Linked DNA regions of Rattus norvegicus: region 2 is linked to region 1. A link is a contact called in public Hi-C data. All regions are on one chromosome and are shown on one strand. Each heading gives the region's core, a stretch centred on a gene start, on an enhancer-like site or on the middle of the called end of the contact. The rest is flanking DNA. Distances are from core to core; before and after follow the strand shown.

Evidence for each region. A called contact is a pair of places that touch in the nucleus more often than the background predicts.
Region 2: a Hi-C map of frontal cortex shows a contact between it and region 1, with 2.3 times the contacts expected there. The contact joins the promoter of Ppargc1b here to the promoter of Hmgxb3 in region 1. A contact is called at or near these places in 3 of 12 Hi-C or Micro-C datasets (frontal cortex, hepatocytes and mammary epithelial cells).

The regions. Positions count from the first base shown.
Region 1 is chr18:56,904,837-56,911,357 of GRCr8, forward strand. Hmgxb3 (HMG-box containing 3) reads right to left here and starts at 3,583. Exons shown (of 20, transcript NM_001427262.1): 1 at 3,156-3,583.
Region 2 is chr18:57,128,569-57,135,089 of GRCr8, forward strand. It overlaps Ppargc1b (PPARG coactivator 1 beta), which reads right to left and starts at 2,898. Exons shown (of 12, transcript NM_176075.3): 1 at 2,788-2,898. The coding sequence starts at 2,865. Mir3557 (microRNA 3557) reads left to right here and starts at 332; the gene lies at 332-444. It overlaps Mir378 (microRNA 378), which reads right to left and starts at 418; the gene lies at 354-418.

The DNA of each region.
Region 1 (6,521 bases), core at 2,333-4,832:
CCGTGTAGGCTGGCTAGCTAGTGAGCCCAGGGACTGCCTAACACTGAGATTGAAGTGGGCCACTTTTAAAAGCATCTGAAGCTTGAACTTGGTTCCTTATGTTTACCCATGGTAACTGTCTCACTGGCGAGACCCATTCCCACAGATTTACGTGTAGGACTCAAAGGATTTAAATCCTGTAACTGTTGGAGAACAGCCAAGTACTGTGCTAATAAAGGAGTTCACTATTAAAGCCTATCATCTGTATGAAGATATTTAACAACCCACCCACCCACGAGGCCCAAATATCGAAAATAGGTTTTTGATCTAAAAATTGAGCCCTCGGTTCTTTTCCTCACAATGTTACAGTGCCACCCAGCTTGACTGGCAGTCTTCTGCAGTAGGACTATGAGACAAATTCTGGTGGAAATGCTCTCTAATAATGCTGCCAATATGGAAGCCACCAGTCACAGATGCTTACCAGGAACCTGAAATAGGGCGACTGGCAAAAGCGAACTAATTTTCGGTATACCGAAGTGTAACTGCATGGCTAGCGGCTGTAGTGCAGACAGCACAGATCTGAACAGTACCCTTGCTGTTGTGTCTGGTAGGAGTATACCTGTAATTCCAGCACCTGGAGCAGAGACAGGAGGATCAGGAGTTCAAGGCCAAACCACAGGACATTAGAACTTGACTCAAAAGAAAACACCAAACCAAAGCCAAAAACCGAACAGTAACCCGACAAACCAACACAGTCCCTAGTGCCAGGTAGCTTTTCTTTTCTTTCTTTCTTTTTTTGTTTTTGGTGGGGGTCTAGGAAAAGACAGGCATAAAAATTTGAATTGTTCAAGAAGAGCTAATTATGGCCATGAACTAAATTGGAATTTCACCAACTCAATCCTTAGAGGGAGGAATTTTATGAGAAGGAAACACGACTGCTCTTTAGATCTATAGAACAAACACCAGGAGATAGAGTTGTGACAGTGAACTCAAACATTAACACACCGATAGGTAGGACAGAGCCCACACACAGCTCATTCAGACCTCAGAGATGGTAACGGACGAGCAAAAGGAGAAAGGGAAATCAGGAGACTTGGATACAAGCCCGAATTCTTACTAGCTGAACAGAGACGAGTGTATTTCCTACTGGTCTCATCTTTTTCTCTTAGGAGATGATGATGATGATACAGTGAGCCCAAGCTCTGAAGGTAAGAGCCCTACCCCCAGTTCTTCACAGGGGTTCTTGAAACCGTCCTTTCACATACACTAAGGGCATTCCCCCCTCCCCCCCCCCGTCCCCAAATGTGTGCATGCATGTGTATCCGTACATACATATGTGCATGTTTCAAAGAGGCATGGAAAGCCAGAGAGGTTCCCTGCTGCTCTTCCAGAGGACCCAGGTTCAGTTCCCAACACCCACAGGACCGCACACAGCGATTTGTAACTCCAGTTCTAGGGGATCTGATGACATCTTCTGGCCTTTGTGGGCATCCGGCACATGTGTGGTACACAGACATACATGCAAAACCACTCATACACATAAAATAAAATACTCTGTTTTAAAATGGGGGTGAAATATTGTGTTGTCTGAGTGCTGTAGAGGAGGGGTTTTAGTTTTCACACCTGTCAAAAGTATTTCTTTCGGTGCTAGCACCTGTTCAGCAAGTAACAGGGTGAGAGTTGGGATCCCTAGAGCCCACATGTATGTTGGGTGTGACAGCATATCTATAATAACAGTCCTGGAAAGTGGAGACAGGATCTTAAGAGGGGAGTCATGCTGCCCATCCCTGGTTTTGGTTGAGGGACCCTGCTTCAAAGGAGAGAGTTATCTAGTAAGATTCTGGACACAAAACTTGGGTCTCCACATGTTGCAAACTTCCATCTACAACGCATGAACATATATGCACACAGCACCCCCTCATACGTAGGAGGAAAACCCAAAAAACTACTGAGCCATTTCTACAGTCCCAGTCTTTAAATTAAAAAAAAAAATGTTCACTGGTGTTTTGCCTGCATAGCATGTCAGATCTCCTGGAAAAGGAGCTACAGACAGGTGTGAACTGCCATGTGCGTGCTGGGGACTGAGTCAGGGACCTCTAGAAGAGCAGTCAATGGTCTTAATTGCTGAGCCATCTTTCCAGTCCTCATCTTAAAGATATACACCAAGTTAAGAACATATATTCCTTAGGCATTTTATAGTTGTGTCGGCGCAAAGTTAACTTCTCTTCTGAAATTCTTCCCTAAAACCTTACAAAGAAAAAAAAGAGAGAAAAACTAAAAAACAATCTGCCAATCTGCTTCCCAACAGTCCTAGTGAAACCCAAGGAGACAGTCTACACTGTGGCTCTGTAAGTAACAGGCAAATTGGTAAGGGCAGCTGCACACCAAGAACATATGAGGCTCAACCGTTTTGCCCTATATATAACTGATATCCTGGCCCTTAAAAGCCTTGTGAAGAAAGCAGTGCGTCTGTAAAGAACAGAACATCATGTTTTAGCAGCCACAACTAGCCTATCTTGTTCGACTACAGTGCCCTACATCTGGGTCCAAGTTTGTGTTCAGAACCCGCCTCGTACAGCGAAGCAAAGAGTTACAGAAAAACATGAAGGTTAAAAACAGCTCTGTGAGTTGGGTGTGGTGGGGACTGCCTACAGTTCTAGGACTTAAGAGATGGAAGCTGGACAGAAATCAGTTGAAAGTTAACCTCACCTACGATAGTGAGTTTGAGGCCAGCCTGGGATGCATGAGACCCTGTCTCAAACACCAAAACAAGAAAATTAAAGAGAAGAGGGCCCTTTTGAGGACATAAGGTCTGACTCCTAATTTAGGTCCCACCGTTGAATAGCACTATTACAGATCCCTATACGGCCTTAAACGGGTTACTTTCCCTCTTTAAATATTTTTCTCATCTGTAGAATAGAAGGGCCACGCCTGGGATGAGACACTTCACCCTACCAAACCTTCCGTGCAACCTCAGATGATGGTTTCTACCTTCATCTCAGCCACGGACTACCTTCTTCTTCCCCTCTCTGGGCTGTCCCTAAGACAGAGACTAAAGGGAATGGTTCTCCGCGTGGCACGGGACAAACAGAAGCTGGAGAGGTAGCCGCAGCACCCCACACTCAGGTGCCTGTGCACCTCGGCCAGGCGGTTTGAGCCTAGAGGGCCGGACTTACCCGGAGGAGCTTGCGAGCCTCACGGCTCACATTCCCGGGGGTACCCGGCACCGGGGCTCGACAGGGGTGCTGATCGGTGCACTCGCGCTCCCCGCTGTAGGCGAGAGGCGGCTCCAAGCGTGACAGTGGTAAAGAGAAAGTGGAGGCGAGAGCTCGCGCACGCATCCCGGGGGCTGGAGGAGCCCCGGCCCCGCGGCCCCGCCCGGCGACACAAGGCGCGGAGTCGCCACAGTCCCTCTCGCTCCCTGTCCGAGTCGCGCTGCGGGGTCGTGAAGGGCGAGTGGAGGACCGAAGGTTCGCGAACAGGCTCGGCCGACGCCTGCCGAGGGCCCCGGGGGTCAGGCCCCGGGAAGCCCGAGTTAGGTAGCAAGGGCACACGAGTCTACGCGGCACCGGCGCGCTGGTGGCAGCGGCGACAGCACACCACTGATCGCCAGGGAGACCCGTCCCGGCGGCCCTCGCGGCGCACCGGAAGCGGCCGGCGCGCGTGATTGCGTGCGACCCTCGCGCAAGCGCAACCGACGGGTCCTCTGTTGGAACCCATTGGAGGTTTAGGAGCTGGAAGGGGCGGCGGGAGTGGGGGGGGGGGGTCGTTAAGGCGGACTGCTTCCGGCCAAACTTCCCAGAGCCGGAAGCTGGGGCTGCGGTGCGAAAGTAGGAGGCCACTTGGGCCAGGGCCGGGCCGGACAATCAGGTAACAGGGGCGGAGCTAGGCTGAGCTCGACCTCACCTTTCAGATCTTTCTCTTTCCTTCAGCTTGAGGTTGATATTTAGTGATGCACCATACTTCCCTCCTCACTCCAGTGAGCAGTCACAATAGTGACTTTCTGGAATGTAGAGCTCTGGGAACGTAGGACTGGACTGGATTAACATAATAGATTGTGCCACATTTAAACAAGTTTCTGCAAAACCGCTTGCAAATTTAGTGCCAGTCTTTCCCATACCCACCTACCACGGTCACCATCTTCTCGATCTACCATCATCTGCCTGACCTCATGCAGTTCTACCTCCACTCTGGTCTCTGCAGCTAACACAGCAGATTGATCTTTTTGCAAGGCTAAATCTAATCTGGTGTCTTGTCTTTGGGCCCGGTAATGTAGATCAGTGGTAGAGGGCTTCCCTAGCATGTATTTAGCCTTGGGTTCAATCTCCACGACAATCCCCCTAAACATAATGATTTGATCAAGACAAAAGATACTTGTCTCTTCATCTTCTCATGTCTCCTCTCAGTATCAGTAGTTTTCAAAACAAGTTCTAACATTCATGTATACACTGACAACATGACCCATTCCTACGCAGAGGGGTTTTATTGTAGATATGAGGGAGAACATTCAGAGCAGAGAAAGAGATAGACTGGATCTGGGTGAAAGAAGCGTCAGGTCCAAAGGAAGCTCCATTTCCCCAAATTCCAAAAGGCAAAGGATGCCTGCCGTTTAGGGTACTAAAGCACAGTATCACAAGTACCCGCTAATCGTTTCAGTCAGTGCTAGCCTCTTAACTTTAAAAAAAAAATTTTAATATGAGTAGGATGTCACTGCCTTCAGAAACACCAGAAGAGGGCATCTGATCCCATTACAGATGGTTGTAAACTACCATGTAGTTGCTGGGAATTGAACTCAGGACCTCTGGAAGTGCAGTCAGTGAACCATCTGAACCATCCCTCCAGCCTCCTAATTCTTATCACCTCCTCCCTTACCCTAAACCCCCTCCAACTCAGAGGCTCCCTACTCCCTTTACTCCTCCTTATAGCCCTGCTATTTTCAATGTGCTTGCTCTCCCTCCCTCCAATCTCTCTACTCTGCCCCCTAGTCTCTCATGGGCCTGGTCTAATCTGATGGTCAAGTTCAGTCTACTACTTCCTTTCTGCTCTGGACTCTTCAAGATGCCTCTGGCGCTTCTCTTTCTTATTACTACAATAAAAGCCTTCTCCTCAACAGAGTGCTGATTATGTTGTCAGTTTATACAAAAGCAGGAGCAGAATACACACACACACACACACACACACACACACACACACACATACACACACACACACACACACACACGCAGAGGCAGAGGGAGGAAGGGAGAAAGAGAGGAGAGAGAGAGAGAGAGAGAGAGAGAGAGAGAGAGAGAGAGAGAGACTCCTGCAAAACTAGCAGGGTTATAAGGAGAATGAGTACCTGGGAGTAGGGAAGCCCTTAAGTTGGAGGGAGTTTAGGAAGCAAGGGAAGAGGTGAGAGGTTTAGCAGGATTTTGAAATGTTAACAAGCGTTTGTGACACTGAGGGAGCCTGAAGGCCAGCATCAGCTTTAATATGCTAATAGGCACCACAGGTAGCCATTTGTCCCCTCTGCTAGTGATAAGAGAGAAGGCTTTCTTTTTTTTTTTTTTTTTTTGGTAGGAAGAGACTGGCTTCACAAGTTCCTGAGAAATGCTGGCTTTTATCTTTCTACCAGAAACCCTCCTAAAGTACAGATTGAGCCCATTTCTGGATCTCTGGACTGCATTTTGAGTTTTGGAAATGGGAGTTTCCTTTGGACCTAACAATTTGGAGTGTTTACATTCATCCTGCTACAAGGAAGCTCTATTAATCGTATGAAGTACTTCCCATCATCTTAACTTTCTTCATAGCACTTACTACACTCTGTGATTGCCTATTTATCTGTTAATTAACAGATAAATTCCCTCCATTTTATATTCCCTGGGGTGTATAACTCAACTCCATTGTTTATCACTTTATCCTTACTGCTCAGAACCTATAAACGTTCATTAAGTGAATGTGTGACACCCAAAACATCCTCCCACAGTGGAAATCCTTTCCAGATAGATGGTGAGAGAATTCGAAGTTCTCATTTTAGCTGAGTTTTTTCTGTTTTTTTTTTTTTTTTTTTTTTGGAGCTGAGGACCGAACCCAGGGCCTTGCGTTTGCTAGGCAAGCGCTCTACCACTGAGCTAAATCCCCAACCCTTAGCTGAGTTTTGAGCAGGGCAATGGCATGCCAGAAGGATCAGTGATCTGAGTTAAGAAATCTTTGTGGCTCTGAACTAGTCTCTTCCTCTGGCTTATTTCTTTATCTATAAAACAAGGCTCCTCAAATTTATACAGTGTGAAGGCAAACATTTAGTTGGGGCAGGCTTACATTTCCAGCGGTTCAGACGTTATCATCACTGCAGGAAGCATGGCAGAGTGCAAATAGGCATGGTGCTGGAGTGGGAGCTGAGAGTAGCTGAGAGTTCTACATCTTCATCCAGAGGCAGCAGATGGAGCTGAGTCTGGATCACACTGGCCAGACTTAAGTATTTATATGAGACCTCAAAGCCCCACCCCCACAGTGACACACTTCCTCCAGTAAGGCCACACCTCCTAACAGTGCCACTTCCTGGG
Region 2 (6,521 bases), core at 1,648-4,147, 220 kb after region 1:
ATAAACATTAAGTCTCTCAAACAGTTCTCTTTAATCTAAGCCTAGGTTAGTCACGGGTTAGCCACCAAAGACAAGAAGAAATCTTTTGGGGACAAAGACAATCCACTTTCCCCAACACTCCCGAGGGGAGGGCAGGGGGAGGGGAGGGTCTGGGAAGGGATTTGGGGAGGCAGAAGCAGGACAGCCTGAGGCTCACATGCAAACACAGCTCACCCCACCAGCAGGCCTCTCTCTCTCTGGCTTCTCCGTTAGCACCACCGGCCCCATTGGACAGATGGAGGAGCCCGGCTGGAGAGTTAAAATGGCTTGCTCCAGGATCACCCAGCCAGAGAGCGGGGAAGGTGACTCCACTCAGGCCTTCTGACTCCAAGTCCAGTGCTATTTCGAGGTAACACACAGGACCTGGAGTCAGGAGCCCTGGGTGGCTCTGTCACCCCCTGGCTGAGTGGTCGTGGACAAGCAGCTCACCCCTCACAGCCTCTTCCCCAACTGTAAAATGAGGCGGCGGGCTGCCCCGCCCATTCCCGCTCAGCTCGGAGCCTTCTAGGGGCGGCTGCAACGCTCCTGGTATCAATTACATATCCCAAGTTGGCCCGGCAAAGATCACCCGGAGATCTTCGGCCTGTCACGTGATTAAGTTAAAGGGGATGGGGGGAGCAAACGTCCCAAATTAACTTTCACTGCACTGTTTCTGCTGACAACTGATTACCCAATTTTCTTGGGTGAAGCAAGGAAACTACCTACTGAGTAGGATAGGCTGGTGGCTAAAAGGGCAAACAATTAGCGGTGAGACAAACACCAAAGCTAGAGTTAAAGAGGGTCCTATCCAGAGCGGACAACCTTGGTATGGGTGAAAGAGTCTCACTGGCTATTTTTGGGCCTGTTCTACTCGGTTCTTAAGTGTAAAGATACAGACACGACTCCAAGCAATCAAGATCTGGGGTGCAAGTCTTGTCCGGGACCCCCATATCCCTACCACCTCCTGTCCTGGTTCCACGCTGTCCACTCCCGGGGTGCTGAGGCTAAGGCCCGCCGTGGGCAGACACAAACACCGGGCGTGTGACCGTGCCCAGCGACGCTGCTGGGAGCTCCACTGCAGTTTCGTCAGAGGTAAAGGTACGCGCCTGGCGCGCGCGGCGTGTGCACACGCTCAGGGGACACACACACACACACACACACACACACACACACACACCCGCGCACAGCCCGCTCATGCTCATTAACAACCCCTCCCGACCTGAAGAAGCGCGACCACTCGCCACCAGCCCCTTGGGCCTCTGCTATGTATGAACCCACCCGAGCGCGCCAGCCACACACCACGCGGCCCCGCGGCTCCCGGACGCCACGGCGTTTGTATAGAGCTACGGACCGCCGTCTCCCGCGCGTGGCGGGCTTCCTCTCGGCGACACCCCGCCACGACGCCTGTCCTAGTCGCCAGCCTGAAGTCGCTACCAGGAGTCTTCCCGGAGCAGAACGTCTCGGCCGTGGCGTCCCCATTCCAAGTCGCGTCTCACTGCAAGGAGTCAGCTTGCAAGCCTCTCCCCGCCCACCCGGTCCCATGACAGCTGCTACCGCCCAAAGACTGGTAGATTCTAACCAGAAGCAAAGTTTCCCTCTCTCCTCCCACCTCCCGCCCCCCCTTCCCCTCCCTCCCAGTGTTATGCAAAACGGGCCGGCACAAACGCTTCCACACCAGGTACTCAGCCGGTCCCCGCGAGTCCCGCGGGTTTCCGCCTTGCAGCCCCTCTTCGTACCCAGGCGTGTCCCCTCATCCGGGGTCTCCTCCCAGGCTCTGTCGCATTCCCAGCCTCTCGGGGACACACAGCCAGGAGCCAGGAGTAAAAGCCCTAACTCGGGAGCCAAACTTTAGGCTTGCAACAGGCATGGGCTGGGGGAAACCGAGGAAGAGGTGGGGGCCCCCACGCCGCGTGCACACATTTCCCCGCAACTGCTTGTCCCAGCAGCAAACCCCCATTTTAGTCTCCAAGACCGCAGCTTCCTCGTCCTCCCTCCCATACACCAGGGCACACTCCTGTCATGCGCTTGTAGCCGGTGAGGCTCCCAGTCTCAGCCAGAGCCCGGGACGCCGCCTCACCTTCCCTTCCCCCTGCATCGTGGAGCGCGCGCCGGGGCCGCGCGCCGCAGGGGGACCCAGGCACCCCCGAGATAGTCCTTCCGCCCGGATCCTGCCTTGCTCTTTCCTAGCGGGTCTCCTCCGGATAGTGAGAGCTGGAAGACGCAATCTCCGCCCGCATGTCCACGTGCCCCGCCGACCCCTATCCCCCTAGCCAGCAACTGACAGGAAACTCTGCGCTGCCAGAGCAGGTGGGGGGCTACGGGGTACCCGATGCTGGAGAACGAGGGGACTCCAGGGCTATCGATCATCTCCCTTAGCCCCGCCACAAGTGCACGTGAAAGTACGGCAGCAAGTGCCGGGCGCCGAGGACGCGCCTACAAAACCCAGAGCCAGCCTTTAGGGATCCCCCGACCCTGGCTGGATTCTACCTGCCAGAGGAATCGTAGTACCCCTCAACTTTGCCGGTGGGGGACAGTAGACTCTAGGTGGCCCTAGCTGTATCCCCCAATGCTACAGCATGCGCCGGCGACCTGCAGCTTGCTACGACTGTAACGGAGCGCAGGGCAAGGCACGTGGAAGGGGGGGCTCTGCAGCCTGAACCCCCCGATCGCCCCGGTGCGCCCACCGCTGCACTCCTTCCTCTGCAGCTGCGGCTGCAGCCCCGCGGCTCTGCACCCTAGTCCCTGGCCTGCGTTCCCAGCTGGCAGTACCTGCGTGTCAGAGAGATAGTTGAGGAAGAAGGACGAGAGCTCTTCATCCAGCAGCGCGCCGCAGTCGTTCCCCGCCATCTTCCAGCCGCGGCTGCAGCGTGCGGCGGAGTCAGCGCCGAGCCCGCCCGGGGGAGGGAGCGAGCGAGCGAGCCAGCGAGCGAGGAGGAGGGAGGAGGCAGCCGGGCGGGCGGGTGGAGGGCGGAGCTCGGGCCCCCGGCTGCGGCAGGCGGGCTGGCTGCGGGGGCGGGGCCGCGAGAGCCTGGGGTCGCACCCCCGCTTTTCCTGCTCAGAGTCTGGCGCGGCGACCAGGTCTCGCAGCCCCCCGCAGGGAAAAAAAGCGCCGGCAGCCAGGTGGCGGTGCCCGGGCCAGCAGCCTGGTGCCTGCGCAGCAATGCGGGCACCCCCTCCTTACTGCTAGAGCGAATCACGTTGCGTTAGCGCTGGGCGGGCCCTTGCCAGACAACCTGCTTCTACACAGCTGGGGAAACTGAGGCTCCAGGAGGCTTAGAACCGCGTTTGAAGCCGCAGTACTCCGCAACAGCAAAAGAGATATCTTCGGAGGCCTAAGTTCTCTCTCTACCCAGACTGCAAGGCCAGAGAGGGAGGGAGACTCGCACAGGTCAAAGGCGGCGGAGAAATCAGAGAAGGCTTCTCAGAGAGGGTGGCATTCCTGTTTTCTTTGAAGCAACCCCCCCATTTCCTATTAAGCCTAACATCTCTCTCCCCCAGGCCCAGCCAATAACCCCCGTTGAAAAAAATTTTCAATCATGTCTTTTACTGTAGCCCAGTGTCTAGAATTGGCTAAGCTTCTGTCAGCCTCCAGGGCCCATTGGTCTTCTCCGCTTTCTTAGTGTGAGCCTTCTGAAAAGGAGCTGCCATGCCAATCAGCTATTCTCCAAAGAATGGCATCTTTAGGGCATCCTTACCCACCAACCTTGTGAGTGCCATTTGTTGCTCTCCTACCTCAAGCCTATGCTACCCTTCCCTTAGAAGTGTTTCAGCCGCCCTAGTACCTTCGATTCAATGAAGACTTGATCTGAGTCAGTCTGTCCTTGCTAGAGTCTAAGATGCATGAAACCCGGCTTAAACTTCGCTTTGGCTATTTCTCCAGCTTACCGGAGGCGGTTAATAAATAGTGTGTTAACTGAAAAGGCTGGAAGGTTTTGCCTCCCCGCCACTACCACCACCACTACACACATGAGGGAGCTGAAGGTCAGGAGTGCACACCAGGAGAGGCCTGAACCAGAGCCAGGAAGCAAGCCTTCTGACTCCAACCTTGAACTCTCATCACTTCCCTGCTTGCCAGGCAGGCATCTAGGTGTGTGCACGGGGCGGGGGTTGGGGGGTAGGTAGGGCGGGAGGTTGGGGGTGTACTGGAGCTGAATAAAGGCTGGAAGGCAGGAAGACTCAGACCTGTTTATTGGGCACACCTGCCTCCCGCCCTGCTCCCACAGGGTACTGACAAGGGCTGCCCCACCCTGCCAGGGCGAGCAGGCTCCTTCCAGCAAGAAGAGGAAACAGTCCCAGCACACCTGCTCAGACTTGAGCCTCACAGAAGCAGCTTCCTTCTTCTCCAGTCTGAGGTTCCCAGAACCGCAGGGTGTGATTTCACTCTTTGGGCTTCAGGCCAGCACGCTTTTAAGGAACAGTGCTGCCAACAGAGAGAATGTACAGCTAGCCTCCGAGGAGTCCTGGGTTCTGGTCCAGCCCACACTGGCTCTTGTTCCAGCACTGGGCAGCTCAGTAATGTGACTGCCTGGTTTTGAACCCCAGCAAGTCGCCCAGTCTCAGGCCTTCACTTTCACATCTGTAGAAATGTCGATAGTAAAATCACTTACTCACAATGAGGTTATGAAGATAAAGAGATAAAATATGTAAAGTGCTTGGCACAGGGCCTGACCTTAGGGGGAGTGCTAAGCTCCTGGAGGAGAAAATACCCTTGTAGGAGTAGAAAATACCTTCCCTCCAACACTTAAACAAACATTGTGCTCCATTCAGGTCTGAATCCTAATGCCAACTTAACTGCGTGCTACTATTACCTAAAAGAAGAGTCTGCTGGCGTGATGATGCAGGCTGTAATCCTAACACTTGAGACATGGAGGGAGGAGGGTTAGGAGGCCAAGGTCATCCTTGGCTATATAAGGAGCTATAGGGGCTGGAGAGATGGTTCAGTGGTTAGGAGCACTGACTGCTCTTCCAGAGGTCCTGAGTTCAAATCCCAGCAACCACATGGTGGCTCACAACCATCTGTAATGAGATCTGATGCCCTCTTCTGGTGTGTCTGAAGATAACTATAGTGTACTATATACATAAGGAGCTATAGGCCAGTCTGGATTACATGAGATGCTGTCAATAATTAATAATAAAATAATAATAATAATAATAATAATAATAATAATAATAATAATAAGGCTGGGAACATTGTGCCCATCATGCATAAAATGGGATAAAATTTGGAATTGTGTCATGTATTGAAATCTCATCAGTGGGGAGGTAGAGACAGGAAGATCTGACATTCAAGGTCATCTTTGGCTACCCAGCATGTTTGAGCCCAGCCTAGGCTGCATGAGACCTTTGTCTTACAGAATCAAAACAACAACAATGACAAAAAGGTAAAAGCATCACTTGCTTAACCTCTCTGAACCTCAAAATGGGGACAGCGGCGGTATTATTCCACATAGGGTCCAATGAAACAATGTGTTCAAAATAAATTGCTTGGCTCTGGTCCAGCAGACAGGAAGCACCCATCCCCGTTGTTACCCTCCTCATTCTCACCAAGGATTTGAATGTTCCTAAGGCTGCTGCTGCTGCTGGATCAACTTGGATTCCTTTGGGATGGTCCCCATTTGGCTTGGCCCTTTGGTGTTGTTCCTGTTATAGTCCAAGGGATATACTGGATCCCCTCCCCAGCCAGCCGTCTCTGGCCATGGCCTTGCAGGATGACTGCACTGTTCAGAGGATCTGTTTGTTTTGAAAACTCTGGTGGTGGTGTTAGAAATACTACTGGCTGCCCAGCCTAGAGGACTTTATCACTGATCCTCTGATTAGGTTGGAGCTGACAAGTCATTTGAGGTGCTCCTTCCCCACCTGAGTCGAGCCTGCACCTTCATGAGCAGCAATCACATCAGGGGCCTCCTTGTGGGAGTGTGGAGTTCTTCCTTGAGAGAGCCCTCAAGTGCTTCGTGTGATAATTCATACCTGTAGCCCAGCGCTCAGAGGCTGGGGCAGGAGGGACCTCAGTGCAAGTTTGAGGCCACCCTAGGTTACCTAGCGAGTCCTTCTCTCAAAAAAACAAAACTTCTCAAGAGACGGAAGGTGGCAGAGCATCTCCTGCTGTTTGCTGGTCTTCTAGTCAATGAAAAGGCCACTGGGGAAGCTGTGCGGAGTCCCCTGACCCAAATGTACTGCCAGCTTCTATCAGACCAAGCCTCCCGCTTTTTCTGTGCTTCTGAGCCGTGATGCCGCTAATCCCTCAACAACCCTCAATGGGATGAATCACGCTATCCATTAGTACATCTCAAACAAGCTTAAAAGCAGTTAAAGCTGGAGATCTGGTTCAGTGGTGGAACGTTCGCCTGGCACACTCTGGGTTCTAGGCTAAATCCTCAGTACTCACTGCAGAAGGGGTTAAAGTGACTAGCTGCAGCCCAAGTCCTAGAGGTCCAGCTTAGGCCAAGCCTAGGCATATACCAGGTCCAAGCCATAGCCCCCTTGAAGGGAATAAGAAGCAGCCG